Regions from separate parts of the Gossypium hirsutum genome. Here region 2 is linked to region 1. Evidence: chromatin contacts called from public Hi-C data. All regions are on one chromosome and are shown on one strand. Each heading gives the region's core, a stretch centred on a gene start, on an enhancer-like site or on the middle of the called end of the contact. The rest is flanking DNA. Distances are from core to core; before and after follow the strand shown.

Region 1 (3,922 bases), core at 1,360-3,859:
GTTACTTCACATCTAAAAGCAGACTTTTGTATCAAAAAATAGGTTCTCTTTAAACCCTAAACTATCTTTGGCTTTAAAGTTACTAGGTAAGTAGGATGTCTATCTCATTTGCAAATGAGATACCCTTATTCAGCTTTCATCTTTTGATTTTAATTTCATATTGCGATAATCAGAATTTGAACTTAAGATCGAGTATAAATATTAAAATTAAAATCAAGTAATTGAACTAGGTTTTTTACTAGAAACAAGCTTAATTGAACTTTTTTACCGGATAAACACCTCTAGCAAAGGTGTTTTAAATTCGGTTACTAAATATTAACCTATTTCACTATGGCCATATATTTGACACATGAAAAGTTTTAAATTCGGTTACTAAATATTAACTCTTTTTTTTATTATTATTACAAAGAATTAAGCTTTATGTCCTACCAAATATCTTAATGCTGGTAATACAGAAAGTGAAGAAACGAGTCGTTGAACAGCTACTGCGACACGGAACTTTACCTTCAGCTTCGAAAACACATCAAAATTTTAAAAATTTATCCAACATTTTTAAACTTTAAATTAATACTCAAATTTCTAACAAAAATGTTACAACTTTTTGTTTGAGCTACCAGCTCTAAGTTAGAGGGAAATGGCGGATGTGTAATATCGTAAAGCTTTTGGAAAGGACCAGACCTCAAGCGTCTCGTCGTCAAGGTTCAGTTTTTTCTGTTCCTTCCCTCTTCAAGCATTGGTTCAATTTTGATGAGTAAGATTGAAATGGGTTAATTTGGTTTCAAAGCTTATTTTTTTAAAAATTAGATTTTTAATGGGTTTTATGATGATTTTAATGGAGGAGTTTTTGGTTACTAAGAAAGTTGTGAAACTGAAAAGAAAAAGAACAGGAAAAAAAGAGAGGTTTTGATATAATCTCTACTTTGAACAAAAGAAAACATAGTTCTCTGAACTCTACTTTTGTTGATAAAATCTTTTTCCTGATGGGGTGAGTATGTTTAAATCACATAAATGATACCAATGACTTTGAGATGGCTAAAAATCAAATAAAAACAAGTCTATAGTTTATTTTTTTAGATCTCCCCTCCCAACCCTCCAATACATATTTTCACTATTCACTCACAAATATAATTTAATGGATGGATTCTTCACCATGTGAATGATAATGAAGAATGTGTACCGGAAATGGACCGAATTCTAACCCAAAAAGACGACCTAATCTCTTTAAAAATAGGTAAAACTACTCGTATCTTAGTTCATACAACAACTTGGAACGGTGCTAGTTTGACCTTACCATTTTTCATAAACTATTCATTCTTCAATGAACTTCTTGAGGTTCTTCAACCACAGAATATACTCCCGGCCATCCTTATTAATCATGTACTCGTGCAAGTAATTTGTGGTGCTCGGTTTGATTCCTCGGATCTCCAAATACTTGTGAAAAGCCTTCTGCAGGTTCTCATCCAAATCACTGCAAAACAAGAACATTAGTAATCGCATTCCATGCAAATCAATATTCCAATTTCACAATGTATCGAACAGGCTTACTAGAAATCTGGGCCTTCATAGGCGAGTTCATCCTCCGAGTTGGGATTTCGAACGGACAAACTATCTATGGTAATCTCATCAGGGTAAGCGGTACAGTTGAACTCTAAACTCGGACCATCTTTTTTTGAGACATTAACAACCAATGGGACATTTGATTTACTAGGCTTTTCAGTGTCATCATCATTGTCATCATCCGCTTCGCCTTCACCAGTGACAAGATCAGGCATGTGAACATTAACTTTGACGAGTTCACCATCATACTCTCGTGTTAATGTTATGGTTTGAAGCCCAGGAGTGTCTTCGATTTTGAAAGGGAATTCACTTGGAGTTCCTTCAGCCTGTGAAGAAACAAATTTTTTTTAAATGATTAAAAGACAATTCAAAATAAAGCATTGTTTTCAGCTTGAAAACTTAACATCAATACTAGCTATTAAGCGATTGTTCTGTTTTTTTTCCCCACAAATTCTCTCAATAACCATATTGTAAACGACTAAAAGCAGCTTCTAATTATGTTTCTCGGGTCGGATATAAGTGCTACAATGAGTGTTACCATGTTCCAAGACAGCTCTTGAATTCAATCCCTACAAGTCTTCAGTTGACACGATTTTGATTGTAAAACACCCAAAATCCAACTTCTATTTTTCCACTTACTTTTCGTACAAACCCTAAATGACAAAGAAAATGGGGAAAAGAAAAACTAATTAATTACTCACCTGATCATATTCATCACTCTCCTCGGCACACTGAATCTCAGACTCAATAACTCGGAGAAGAGACTCATCAGAAGCGGATTTTTGAGAATCAACAGCCGTTGAGAAATGTAGGGTGTTTGGGTAAAAACGGTTCACAGTAGGTTGCTGAGGCTGGAATCCATGGTTCAAGGCCGTGAAGATGCAAGAGTGGTAATTTCTCTGGACTCGGGTGAGTCGAATAGCGAGTGGTGCTAAGGAGTTAGCTGTTTTCCGGAGAATGGAAGTGAAAGCCATGGGGTAGAAAGGTTGCTAGGGTTTTGGGAACAGCTAGATTGTAGTACGTGAAGAGGGTTTTAGGTTATTTTAAAGGCAGCATTGATGTTGAGGTACTGATGGGCTATATTCAAAAGCTTCCCCTGTTGGGCCTAATTTGGTCTGGGATTGGGCAGTTACCCATAAATTCTCTAAATCTAACTTTATCCACTCGGGTTTAGCCTATTCTACAATGTCCCAACTGGATTATATGATGTTAACTCTAGGCATGGGGTCTTAACAAGCGGCTTTATTTCATTTGATTACTTATGCTTATTCGAAAGCATTGTTGTTTTTAGCATCTGTATTGATTATTCATTCCATGGAAACTATTGTTAGATATTCTTTAGAGAAAAGTTGGAATATAATTTTTATGTGTAAGAAAGCACGTGTCCATTACGATTTTAATCAAACAAATTATTAAAAATTTCAAATTTCACTAATTTCGATAAATTTGATCCAATTTCAACCAACCTTAATTTTATATTTACAATTTTTAATATTTAAATTTATTTATTATTCATGTTATTATCTATGTGTCAAAATCTAAATATAAAAATGAAAGGTTGCATAAAAAGGTTGAATTTATGTTAACCGAAACAGCAAATCTTATTAAGAAAACCATACATTTTTAAAAAAGAAAATCAATGAAACCTCAATTCTTTTGTGTAATTTCTCTTTGGATAAATTAGCTAGGTGATTATCCAACTTTTAGGTATGTTCCATTTTGATCACCCAATTTAAAAAACTTTCAATTTTATCATCAATTTTTTAAATTTTAAAATTTTAGTCACCCTGTTAAATACTTAATAGAAAGCTGACATGGGTGGTTTTTTATTGGTCTAATAATAAATTTAACTCTCCAATATTTATACATTTTATCAATTTGATCCTAAATCTAGCCATTTAGCCCTCAATATTTACAAAATTTCACAAACTTCAGTAATTTTCACAACAATGATCCTGTATTCTCTCTACTAGCAAATCGGTGAATTGCTTCCCTCTCAGCTTCTCTCCTTTCTTTTTAATTGTTTTATTTTTCTTTTCTATCTCTGCAATTTTGTGCTTTGCTTTGAAAGTTATTCAATTTTTGCACAAGAATGAAGAGAAGAAAACCCCAAAGGTAAAAATAAGAAAAAAAAAAGATGGAAAAGACCTATGCGCCCAAACGTGTTCCTTAACCAGGCCTAGTTAATTTTGGAGAAGCAAGAGTCTGAACTCTGTGTGTGTGTGTGTGTGTTTTAATGGGTTTCCCCTGTAATTTAGATAGTTGCTTCTTTTAGATATTGTTTTTCGCTACTTCAATTGATAGTTTCGTTGGTTAATTTAGTTCTTTTTGACTTATTTCTTATTGGGTTTTTTTTCTCCGATTT
Region 2 (4,452 bases), core at 668-3,167, 630 kb before region 1:
ATGAAACCAACATAAAAGAATAGATAACCCACAAAGGGGACGGGATCCACTTATACTAGTGTAAACCTAAAGTAGTTTTACACCTTTTTGTATCTCTTTGTATGATCAATATTTTAACGATCCAACCGTTGAATTTATCGATGAAATTGTAATTGTCATGCATGTAAATTTTCAAACTGATCAGATATCTTCATCATATCGATCTAAAATACTATACATAAATATCTATTAAATGGTTGAAAGATTTTTTCCTAAAACAAATAGTTATAAATTTTTAATTTGCATCAAATTTGACATATGAATGGAGGTTGGATCGTTAATATATTGATCGTACAAAAAGATACAAAAGGGTGCACCGGTGTAAATGGATCCCTCTCCATCCACAAATTATGATCATTATTATTTAAAAACCCTCCAAATTAAGATAAGAAACAAGGCATTTCAATTCCATTTTTCAGCAACTGAATAGAGCTAGAAGCAAATCCTTCAATTCATAATTCTAAGTTCAAAGTACTGCAATCTACAACAATTAATGGATTCTTTAGGCTACATGATGGTCACAAAATTGAAATGAGACTCAAGAACACATTTATTTACAACAAGACAATAATTTGAACCATTATCCAACATAAAAAAAAGGAGCAAATCAACACTAATTTGAACAAAAATAAAAGAAACCAGTTTCCACATTCCAAAAAGATTCTCAACAGATCCCTAAAATAAGCTACCATTTTTATTAACTACTCTATCATCACTTGTATTATAAAAAACCAACAAAGTAAAGCCAAACCCATTTCCAGTAAAAGAAAAAAAAAGGGTAAACAATTTCATATTCCAAGAAAAACAAGCAAAATACATACCCCACTGGCAATGATAACCCCAGCAACAACAGGAACAAGGGTAAGATAAGTAAGCCATGCCTCCCTCTTCAATGTCATCAAGTAAGCAAATACCGCCGTAAAAAATGGCGTCGTAGCACCAACAGCCTGATTAAAGCTAACCGGAAGGAACCTCAAAGAAATATTCCCAAACACCACCGACACACAAAATACCAAACTCAACGCCGAAATCTTGAAGAATTGGACCCTAGATCGAATGGTCTGCATGGGGACCATCTTCATCCATGCAATTGCGATGTAGCTTAACAATGAACAAGCTGTCATGTGACACATGGTTAAGAAGATGGGGTATTTGAAACCATAATTGCTTAGTAAATATTTGTTTAACAACAATACACCAATGTTGGAGGAGTACCAGGCTGTTACTAGCCCGATTGTGAACAATTTGGAGTTGGTTTTCATGGTCTTCTTTGGTGTTTTGAAGATCTGGGTATCTGGGATTAAAAAAAGGAGAAAGAAAACGGTATTAACTTGAAATCTGGGAAACAATGGGTCTTTTTCTTGGAAACAGTGGGATTTTTTTTTTTTGGAATGATGGGATTGAATTAGCTTCTATGGATTTAATTGAAGTTTCTCTTTAGAAAATCAAGGATTCCCATTTCCAAAATGGAAGAAAATCTAGAAACGTGACCTTAAAAGAGAATTTTTTTTCTTTTTTTTTTAAAGAAAGCTTTTCGTGTTTTGAGGAACACCAAATGGAAAGAACGTGGCTGTCTCTCTACAGATTTTTCTGAAGAGAAGGAATAAAGAGAGAGGAAGAAATGGGATTTAAAAGCTTGTGTGTTTCTGTTTTTCTTTTTGAATTTTTCCTAATGTTATTTATCTAGGACCTTATGGAAGAGGACAAGGTGGGTTTACTAATTAATTAATTGAGACTCATTAGTTTATTCGTTTGGGTTTATTAGAAATATGTTAGCTCAATTTTAGATACAAAATTAAAGAGAAATGAATTATTTCGTTCTTTTAATTAAGAGTGAAAAGTTAAGCAAAAAATGATCATTTTAATAAATAAAGAAAATCAAAGTAGTTTTATAAAGATTCCCATCTGAGTCAAGCTCGATTAGCCCCTAGCTAAAAACCTAGCAGAAGACCAAAGATGACAATAGATTCCCAAAAAATGAATGATTATCCAAAATCTTCAAATTTAAGTAAAAATCCTTGAGAGAAGAAAATATGTGTAAACAAAATGCTGATTGTCTTATTTCATACACCATCCTAAACAAACCAAAAATAAACACAAAACATGTTGAATAAGTTTATCAAAACAAAGTGAAAAGGCAGAGTCACTCAAGTAGTCAATCACAAGCCGTTCGGCATCGAGACAGCTGCAAACAAGGAAGAAAATGCAAAATTAGGAGATAGTAAACAAGCATTAGTAGCTACAATAGTATGTCACAAGGACGATTTATATCACTTTAAAACGAGATTAATATCACTATATAAACAATTTGAACAAATGTTTTAAGGCCAGGTGCAAGGATCTAGATAAGAATTAGGCTAAAAGATGACAGATTGTGTCAACCATAGCAATGATCAAAGGTTTGAATAATTACAGATGTAGTCATTATAAAAGTTGCAGTTGTTCACATGGCTAAACTTCAACACAAATTCACAGCAAAAATTGTAATAGACACACAAAAAGGACATAACAATGAATACAGAAGGCAATTAATGTACAAAAATTAGCTTGTCCGTCAAGCAGCTAAGCTTCAAACAGAAAGTTGCAATCATTAAACTGAAGAAGATTCCTCATATACAAACAAACAAATCCCGGTTCAACCAAAGACAGTGGCAAACTCGTAAAACCACAAAACAAATAAGATAGAACATAAACTATGAAGCCAAGATTACCTTAGATATTGCTAGGGTACATGAAGACTCTGACTCGATCTCCCTGCAATGGAAACAAAAAGATAAAGTAAGATCTAAAACACAATGTTGAGAAACCCATTAGATAATGACAATGTAACACGCTCACCATAGATTTTGGGGGAAGGTTAGACTTGAACTTAGCACGGACAACACCACTGTTACCATGAGGTCTAGTGACCTTTCCCCAAATGCAGCGATAGTGTGAGCCATTCTTCTTCACCTTAGCTTTGTATATATAAGCCATGCGCTTTCCTGCATACCAAGCTACTTCCTCCTTGGTGTTAACTCCCTCAATCTGGATCAAAGAAGTATTTGGGTACTGGTTCGACTTTGACCTAACCACACCACCACCATCAAACAAATAATAAGCTTCAATCCCAAACATAAAATATAACAGCCCCCAAAATCAATTTCTAGTTCTTCAACTCAGAACATCTAAAAAAACACAACTCCAAACCCTCATTCTAAAACCTAGAAATTCAATCACCCTTTATCACCCAAACACTGATTTTAGTTTGAAAATGAAGCACTACCCAGCACCTATAGTCAATAAAAAACCTACTTCAGCAAAAAAACAAAAAGTAACTAAATTTTTGTTTCCTTCACTCAATTTCATAACAAACAAACAATACAGTTAAAACTTCAACTTTCTTTTTCCATTAAAAAAATTAAATCAGCTAAATTTAATCCTACATTTAACTAAATATTCAATTTCCGGAAAACGGGTTTCCTCTAATTCCTAAAACTAAAATCCCAGCTTAAAACCAACAACAATAAAACAGTAAAAAATTTTTGGAAAGTCTTACTACCTCTTGTAACCCAAGATGGTTCCTCTTACATAGAGTCTGCAAAAAAAAAAGAAAAAAAAAGTGAGTGAGTAAAATCCAAAAGCTATATTCCGTACGTCAAACTGGGAAAATTGATAGAAAAAAGGAGGTAGGTTCAGAACGAAGAACAAGTGAAGAGATCAAAGGTTACCTGACACGCTCTCCTTGGCGTCCCTTCACCATTTCCTCCCGATTCGGACGCTGAAGCTTATTCCTTTCGAATCCTGAAAAAGCTCTAAAACCCTAATAAGATTTCCGATTTGGGGGAAATTTATATAGAGCGGCTGTAAGTTTTTAGATATGAAGGAAATTATGAAATGAAGTTGGGCCAGTGTTCTTTTAAAAAAAAAACTCAAAGGACTCAAAATCGAAGGTATCTGTTCATGGGCCAAGCCCTCGTTTTTACATGTTTAGATTCCTAACTATTTATCGTGGAATAGATTTTGGTTACATTATAAAATCAATAACTATGGCACTTCACGTGTATTTAAATACAATACTTTATATTAAGTTAACGAAGTAACTCAAACACTATTCAATCATTAAATGAGTTGAAAATTTAATTTTTAAAATTATGAAAATAGATAGAATCAATTATGTGTTTTTAAAATTAGGGTAAACTGTTAAAATAGTCACTTTTGTTTACCTTAGCTTACATTTTAATCACTTTGTTTAAAATGTTACGTTTTAGTCACTTATGTTAACGTGTTGTAAAATTTTAGTCACTAAGCTGTTAACAGTATAATGGTAAGCTAACATGGCATGTTAAATCATCATTTCAAACAAAAATTTTAAGTTAAATTATACAATTGGTCCCCATATTTTTTCGTTTTGAGCAATTTAAATTTTTTTCT

What was found. A called contact is a pair of places that touch in the nucleus more often than the background predicts.
Region 2: a Hi-C map of leaf shows a contact between it and region 1, with 2.3 times the contacts expected there. The contact joins the promoter of LOC107955153 here to the promoter of LOC107955141 in region 1. A contact is called at or near these places in 10 of 34 Hi-C or Micro-C datasets (anther, callus, leaf and 2 more).

Annotation. Positions count from the first base shown.
Region 1 is chrD04:12,088,092-12,092,013 of Gossypium_hirsutum_v2.1, reverse strand. It overlaps LOC107955141, which reads right to left and starts at 2,609. Exons shown (of 3, transcript XM_016890868.2): 1 at 2,259-2,609; 2 at 1,546-1,883; 3 at 1,045-1,468. The coding sequence starts at 2,531. The coding sequence ends at 1,309. LOC107955140 (protein YIPF1 homolog) reads left to right here. Exons shown (of 6, transcript XM_041091995.1): 6 at 1-61.
Region 2 is chrD04:12,714,992-12,719,443 of Gossypium_hirsutum_v2.1, reverse strand. It overlaps LOC107955153 (probable sugar phosphate/phosphate translocator At3g11320), which reads right to left and starts at 1,917. Exons shown (of 5, transcript XM_016890882.2): 1 at 1,255-1,917; 2 at 861-1,156. The coding sequence starts at 1,121. LOC107955154 (60S ribosomal protein L35a-1) reads right to left here and starts at 3,991. Exons shown (of 5, transcript XM_016890883.2): 1 at 3,750-3,991; 2 at 3,581-3,616; 3 at 2,878-3,106; 4 at 2,751-2,793; 5 at 2,076-2,224. The coding sequence starts at 3,781. The coding sequence ends at 2,752.